2 separate regions of the Anser cygnoides genome follow, and region 1 is linked to region 2. The links are chromatin contacts, called in public Hi-C maps. All regions are on one chromosome and are shown on one strand. Each heading gives the region's core, a stretch centred on a gene start, on an enhancer-like site or on the middle of the called end of the contact. The rest is flanking DNA. Distances are from core to core; before and after follow the strand shown. Region 1 holds the start of FJX1 (four-jointed box kinase 1). Region 2 overlaps LDLRAD3 (low density lipoprotein receptor class A domain containing 3).

Region 1 (3,213 bases), core at 364-2,863, 140 kb before region 2:
AACTGCCCCCACACCTGAAGGGCAAGGTCTCTAACGCTCATCTCCCTGCTATGTAATGCCTTCTCCAGCCCTGCCTCCCGAAGTAAGAAGGGAACCCTGCCCTTCAGGTGCTGGGGTGCCTCACCACGAGGGATGCTTTTAGGCTGAGACGCACAAATCCACCTTGACCGAGCCACGGCCAGGCACACACGCGGACTGCACCGCTGTTGTGTTTGTGCAGAGTGCTCCTAGGAAGGACGTAACGTATAGTGACACGAAGCACATAACATCTCTGCACACCAAGCGTTTGCCAGCAGAGTTTATTCCAAGAGTCCCACCCTTCCCCAGGAGAACCAAGCCGCACTGCCAGCAGCGCTGCTCTGCTGGTAGCCCTGCATCCGTACTCGAAGCTTTTGCAGGCGCAGCTCTTCCCCCTGCCCGGGGCAGCTCCCTTGCCAAGGGCAGAAGCGAGACATGCCAGCAGCATGACCGAGGGCTGTTCCAGGTGGGCAGTGATCCAGTGACACAAACACAAAGGGTGGAAGCACAGGGGGATGGAAACATGCAGCACTGAGGAAGCAGGAGCATCACTTCCCCACCTGCAGCCCCTTTCACATCACCAGGACTGAGCCCAGCCCCACGGGTGCAGACACGCAGCACAGCCACCTGCACCTCTCCTGAGGGCAGCCTGGGCTGGTACCTTTAAAGATAAATACAAACGGAGGTACTGCTTCGGGAGCTCATTGGCACCAGCTGACTGCCAGGAGCCAGAGCTACTAAATAGGAGTGAGAAGGAGCTGCCCAGGGAGAGCAGTGCTGGGGAAGGTGATGGGTAGGGAAGAAGAAGAGGGCAGGCTGATCTGGAGAAGCTCTCCCAGTGGGAAGGAGCTGCGCAAAGGGCTGTAGGAGGCTGCAATCTAGAGTCCTGGTGCTGCACTAGGGCAAGATGCCCTAATACCACCTCAGCCAGGATCTGGCACCAGAATTGGAGGCAGAGAAAGGACTTGGTGCGTTGTGCTGCTGGGAGATGCTCACCGTGCTGCCATGTCCAGGGGAGGAGCTCATGGCCCCTCAGAGCCTGGTACAGCACTCTTTGCACTCATGGGCTTGGCATTGAGGTGAGTTAAATGCAGGATCAGGTATCCCCCAAACCAGAGGTGCTAGTTACTCAGAGCCTGGCTTCACATAGCAGCTAAAATGATTTAATTTAAGAAGCAACAGGGGGAAGCCAGAAACTGTTGCCTTTCCACGTGCTAGGACGCTGGGTCTGGGCAGGGGCCACCTCTCCCTTCCTCGGCGCAGGCCTGGGGAGCTTGCGGTGCCCACACACCTGGCGGCGGGGCGGCTCGGGGCCCCGGCCCTGCCCCGGGGGCTTGTGGAGGCGGTGCGGCCGCAGCCGGCCGGGGCTCGGCCTGTCGACCGCCTGCCGGGCCCGCGGCTGACACGGGCGGGCGGCGGGGCGCAGGGCCCCGCGGCTTCCCCGGCCGGCGGCGGCTGCAGCTCGGGCCCGGGCCCTGCGGGGGGCGCTGGCGCCTCACGGGGGCGGGCGGGGGGCTCGGCCCGGCCCCACCGCCGCGTCGCCGCTTTTAGGGGCGGTGCCGGGGGCGGCGCGGGGCCCCCCGCTGCCGGGGCTGGGCGCACAGGGCGCGGGGCTGCCGCCGGGCCGGGCCGGGCTCGCAGCGGCTCCGCTCCCCGCCGCCATGGGGCAGCGCCGCGCCGGGGCCGGGGCCGGGGCCGGGTCCGCGCCGCGTCCCGCAGCGTGAGGCGGCGGCGGGCGGCATGGAGCGGGGCGGCCGCGCCGCGCTGGGGCTGCTGGCGCTGGGCGCGCTGCTGGGGCTCTGCGCGCTGCCCCCGCCGGCGCCCGGGCCGGAGCGGGGCGAGCCCCGGCGCGGCGGGCAGAAAACTTTCCGGGCGCTGCTGGCCGTGGGCCGGGAGCAGCAGCAGCAGCAGGAGGAGGAGGAGGAGGCGGCCGGGCGGGCGGCGCCGGTGCGGCGGGGCATCTTCTGGAGCCGGGAGCTGGAGGCGCGGGTGCCGCCGGGCTTCGCGGCCGAGGAGGCGGCGTCGTGGCCGGCGGCCGCCCGCGCCGCCCGGGTGTCGTCGCTGGAGCGCGGCGGCTGCGGGCGCAGCTCGAACCGGCTGGCGCGGCTGTCGGACGGGAGCCGGGCCTGCGTGCGCTACGGGGTGAGCCCGGAGCAGATCCAGGGCGAGGCGCTGTCCTACCACCTGGCCGGCGTGCTGGGCATGCAGCAGCGCCTGCCGCCCATGGCGCTGGCGCTGGTGGAGCCCCGCGGGCGGCAGTGGGAGCCGGTGCGGGAGGAGCTGCGCGGCTCGCTGTGGGCCGAGGGCGCCGTGGTGAGCCTGACGCGCTGGGTGGACAACCTGACGGCCGTGGTGGCCCCCGCGCCCTGGGGCGCCGAGGCGGGCGGCGGGCGGCGGCCGCGGGCGCTGTCGGCGGCGGAGCTGGGCGGGCTGCCCGCGGCGCAGCTGGTGGAGCTGGTGCAGTGGAGCGACCTGATCCTCTTCGACTACCTGACGGCCAACTTCGACCGGCTGGCCAGCAACCTCTTCAGCCTGCAGTGGGACCCGCGCGTCATGCGGCGCGCCACCAGCAACCTGCTGCGCGGCCCCGACGGCGGGCTGGTCTTCATGGACAACGAGGCCGGGCTGGTGCACGGCTACCGCCTGCTCGCCGTCTGGGACCCCTACCACGAGCCGCTGCTGCGCTCCGTCTGCGTCTTCCGCGAGGGCACGGCCAGGCGGGTGGCCGAGCTGCACCGCCGCCGCAGCGCCGCCGCCGAGCTGCGCCGCCGCTACCGGGCCCGGGAGCCCCTCTGGGCCCACCTCGGGTTCCTCTCGGAGCGCCAGGCCGAGCTGCTGCAGGCCCGCGTCGACTTCGTGCACCGCCACATCGCCCACTGCCGCGCGCAGGCCGCCGCGCTCTGACCCCCGCCGCGGGGTGCCCGAAGCCGGGTGCCGGTGGTGGTCCCACGCACCCAGGGACCCCCCCTCGGGCGGTTGCTGGATGTCGCCGCTGAGAAGGAAGCGTGTAGAAAGCCCCCGTCCCGGTAGCTGTTAGTCTGTGTCGTGGGCGCTCCTGGTTCGACTGCTCGGATCCCCGGTGTGTGTTCGTGATCGTCGCCATCCTTTGATTTGACCCGTAACGTAACCGGCGCGTGGGGGACGGAAGAGGATCTCCCAGGCTCCAGACGCATCGCTGCGTGCCAAGACTTTGAT
Region 2 (3,460 bases), core at 253-2,752:
CATTTGAATCTCCAAGCAAGAAATTAATATTCATGCAAACAAGGCTCTGTAATGCATCCAGAGAGTTTCAAGCTGCCTGTTTTGCATCTCCTTCCTCTCTGTTTTACTAGACAGCTTTTAACAGCCGCTCTTTGTGGGGTGCTACGCCCCGTGCTCCTTTCAGAGTCAAGGTGTGTGTGTGTGTGTGTGTTTGCGTTTTCCTGTTTAGGACCATGTCAGTGGTCACAAAGTTCACAAGAGAAATGATCTCGTCACCAGGGTCCCCTTCATTGGCAGGTGTGGCAAAGGGACAAGAGCTGTCTGCCTGGGAGGCAGAATTACGGAGTTATGAAGGAGGCTGGAAAGGCTTCGTGGTGTTAGTTGTTGGCTTATGACTGAGTTCAGGAAGCTGGTTTACTGTCTCGAGGGTGGATGATCCTTCTAACCCGGGAAATATCCCATTTTGAATCCCACTAAGCACCTAGACTTCTGGACTTGCTGATAAGCTTACGAGGGCCAATTCAGTCTCTTAAATATGTGGGTATAGTGAGTGCCACAAAAAAAGTTTCTTTTGCTTTTGTGATGAATTTTGAAAATGGGCCAACTCTTCTGAGATATTCTTATAGTTGTCACCAACCAGTCTTTTACATGGTGATGAAAATTTGGATCAGTTTAAGCAATCCAAAAGTGGTGGTAGAGAGTTTCTAGGTCAGAGCTAAGCACTGAAAGGCATTTCGTTTGGGAACGGTGGAGGATGAAAAATCACTTGTCTCTTCTCCCCCTCTCCAGCTTGTGCCAATCTGTAAAGAGAGGTTCATAGATTAATTTAAGCTGGAAAGGATTCTGGAAGTCTTTTGGTCCAGCTGCCTGCTCAAAGCAGGACTAGTGTGGATCAGAGTCGCTCAGAGCCTTGTCTGCTCAATTGCTGAGCATCTCCAAGGGTGAAGAGTCCACAGCCTCACTGGAATCCTGCTCCAGTGTTTGTATATCCCTTCCAAGATTTTTTTCCCCCTAATATATAATCACTTTCCAGTGATTGAAGCTGAAGCAAGCGACTTTTAAAGATATGTAGTGTTGTTAATGTGCAGGTCCTTAGTGTTGGGGAGAGAGGGGTGTAGGAGCCTAAGAACTGAGCCTCCTGACTGCAGAAACAGCAGTGGGAAATTGAGCAGGTTGGCACTCAAGATGTGCGTGTGTCACATCTGGCTGTGTCGCTGCACCAGCAGTATTGGTTACTAGTGCCAAGTTCCTTAAGAGAGGGCAGCTGTGCCTGAAAGTGCTGCTCTAGGATCACAAGGCTTGAGGGGCGTGTGTGTTTGTGTATAGGTAGAAAGCGTTATTTTTTTAAAATTGTTTTAGGCTAGGCTTTGTTACCTTCCTCCTATCAGAACAGGGCTCTGCTTACTACAGCTTACCTTGCAGCAAAAGCAGAGCCCTTTGTTTTCTGCTGTGATGTTGCTTTGCATTAGCTGAGCTGTTGATAGTGGAGACAAAGCCGTAGGAGTTGCATTAGCAGCACGAGATGGCTGAGTTCCCAGTGTGTTACTACCCTGAGCCATGCTTTAAGCTGCTTTGTCTGTGATTCCTCATCGACTAACTACTTCACATTTAAAGGCTTTAACCTTGCTTTAAAATGTTTGTGTGTGAATAGGAGCTTGCTTGCTGGATTCAGATGGTCCTGCAGGCTGATATCTTTGTGAAGCAAGTGCGCTGTGTTTTGGCGTGCCCACGGAGGCAGTTTCACACGTGTGCCGTCAAGTGCAACGTCTTTCCCTCCCTTTTGGATTGCCTTATGGTTGAACATGGGTGCCCAGCAATATCTGATGCATTCCATTACTGTGCCATTTTGTTCTGTTTATTACCCTTCGGAGATGAAAACTTACACTCTGAAGTTCTGCTTTTTGTTTTCTGCAGCCGTTGTGTGAAAAATGCTGGTTCTTGATTTGGAGGAATTCTGCAAAAGCAGAATTATGTATGCTTTGTCCATTCATATCTGCTCTTCCTTCTGTTCCACTTGTGCTTTTTCTGTCTTCTGTGTGGAGGACCTTCTCTGTTAACCACGTCACTTTGCTTGTGGGTTTTTTCTTCATCTTCTGCATTTGCCAGAACCCATACCATCTGTCGTGTTCCTGGCTTCCTCTCTGCCCTGACCTGTGATCAGTTTAACACTTCCCATGCCAGCTGTCTGTACGCTGTTTGGCACACAGAATATCTTTACTCTTCCTTATGTCATGGTGACTTGGCAACAGAAAAACTTCATCCAGTTTTATCCAGGCAGGAGGGTTGAGAAAAGGCATAAGAGGGAGGGAAGAAGCTGAGACAGGGACTTACTGTTGTAAATGAGAAATGCCTCTCCTTGAAGCAGAGCATCTCTTTGGCTCTTCCTCCAAGCCACTAACTGAGCTTGGAAAGCAATTGACCATGTCAGTGTAAATGTTTCGGAGTATTTCTTGTTCTCAGTAGTGCAAATAACTTCCTTCAGTGCATCTCTCAGAATGGAGAAGCTTTCTGTAAGTTGTTCCCCTGGCTCTGCCATTTCTCATCCGTTGGATTGTTAGCTGGCCTGTGAGCTCACGTACTGCTCGTGCAGTTCTCCTTTGAACGCTGGTGGGCTTTTAGTTGCTGCTACTATTGCTCTGTAGCTGTGTACATGCTCTGTAATGGTAGCTGAGGCTCCTCTTGACAGGAGCAGAGTCTTTACCAACAGGACTTTCCTGGGGAGCATTCAGTTGTTGACTGCATAGCTCCTGGATCGTGCTCCAGCTATATCCCAGGCGTACGTACGCCTGGAGCGTAGCGCTGGCGCGGGTCAGGATGGGCGCTGTGTGCTGTCAGCTGCTCAGCATTCCCAGTCTGTTAGCAGGTGTAGAAGATCCAGAGTTACACGTGAGAGAATCTGATGAGGAAGAGCCTAAAAATATTTTTGGATGTTTCAAAGCATTTTGAGGTACACGGATTATCTGTAATGCTGTCCGATATACCTGCCTGCTGACATATTCCTGCGGGGCCGAGGCCTCCGTCCCGCTGCTGGGAGGGTTTTCTCTGGGAGATTTGGGAGTACAATAATGTTCTTAGTTAAGCTCCTAATGTACTCTGTCATCTTTGTTTCCTCCTTTCTTTGCTCTTTTGTACTTCTTTGTATTAGACTATTACCGAAAGAACAATGTGATCACTGAAAACGGCTTTTGTCAGCTAATGAGCAACAGCTAGTGGAGAGATGGCACGTTGCTGCCTTTGTCAGCTAACGAGCAGCAGATGGTGCAGATTCAGAGCATGGCACATCATCCGTGCTAAGTGCCTGGCATGACAGCAGCCAGAATGAGAGATACCAAATACCCAGAAGTCTAGATTTTCCTTCACCACTCTTCCGAAAGCCATTTCTTTCAAGCCAAGTCGGTGTGTTCAGCTGTGAGCAAGTCGTGGTGCACAGTGAGTACAGTGACCAGCTGTCTTAGTCTGAGGGCTGAAGGGTGTGGGTTGG

The links. A called contact is a pair of places that touch in the nucleus more often than the background predicts.
Region 1: a contact with region 2 is called in a Hi-C map of liver, with 2.6 times the contacts expected there. The contact joins the promoter of FJX1 here to the enhancer-like site in region 2. A contact is called at or near these places in 3 of 7 Hi-C or Micro-C datasets (granulosa cells and liver).

Annotation. Positions count from the first base shown.
Region 1 is chr5:17,094,442-17,097,654 of Taihu_goose_T2T_genome, reverse strand. FJX1 (four-jointed box kinase 1) reads left to right here and starts at 1,613. Exons shown (of 1, transcript XM_048045828.2): 1 at 1,613-3,213. The coding sequence starts at 1,759. The coding sequence ends at 2,922.
Region 2 is chr5:16,958,978-16,962,437 of Taihu_goose_T2T_genome, reverse strand. The region is part of intron 2 of LDLRAD3 (low density lipoprotein receptor class A domain containing 3); the gene reads left to right. Among named protein-coding and RNA genes, the nearest start is that of LDLRAD3, 48 kb to the left of the region's middle. Within about 2 kb of position 1,502, at least 1 of the 3 cell types and tissues checked has open chromatin away from gene starts, as enhancers often do.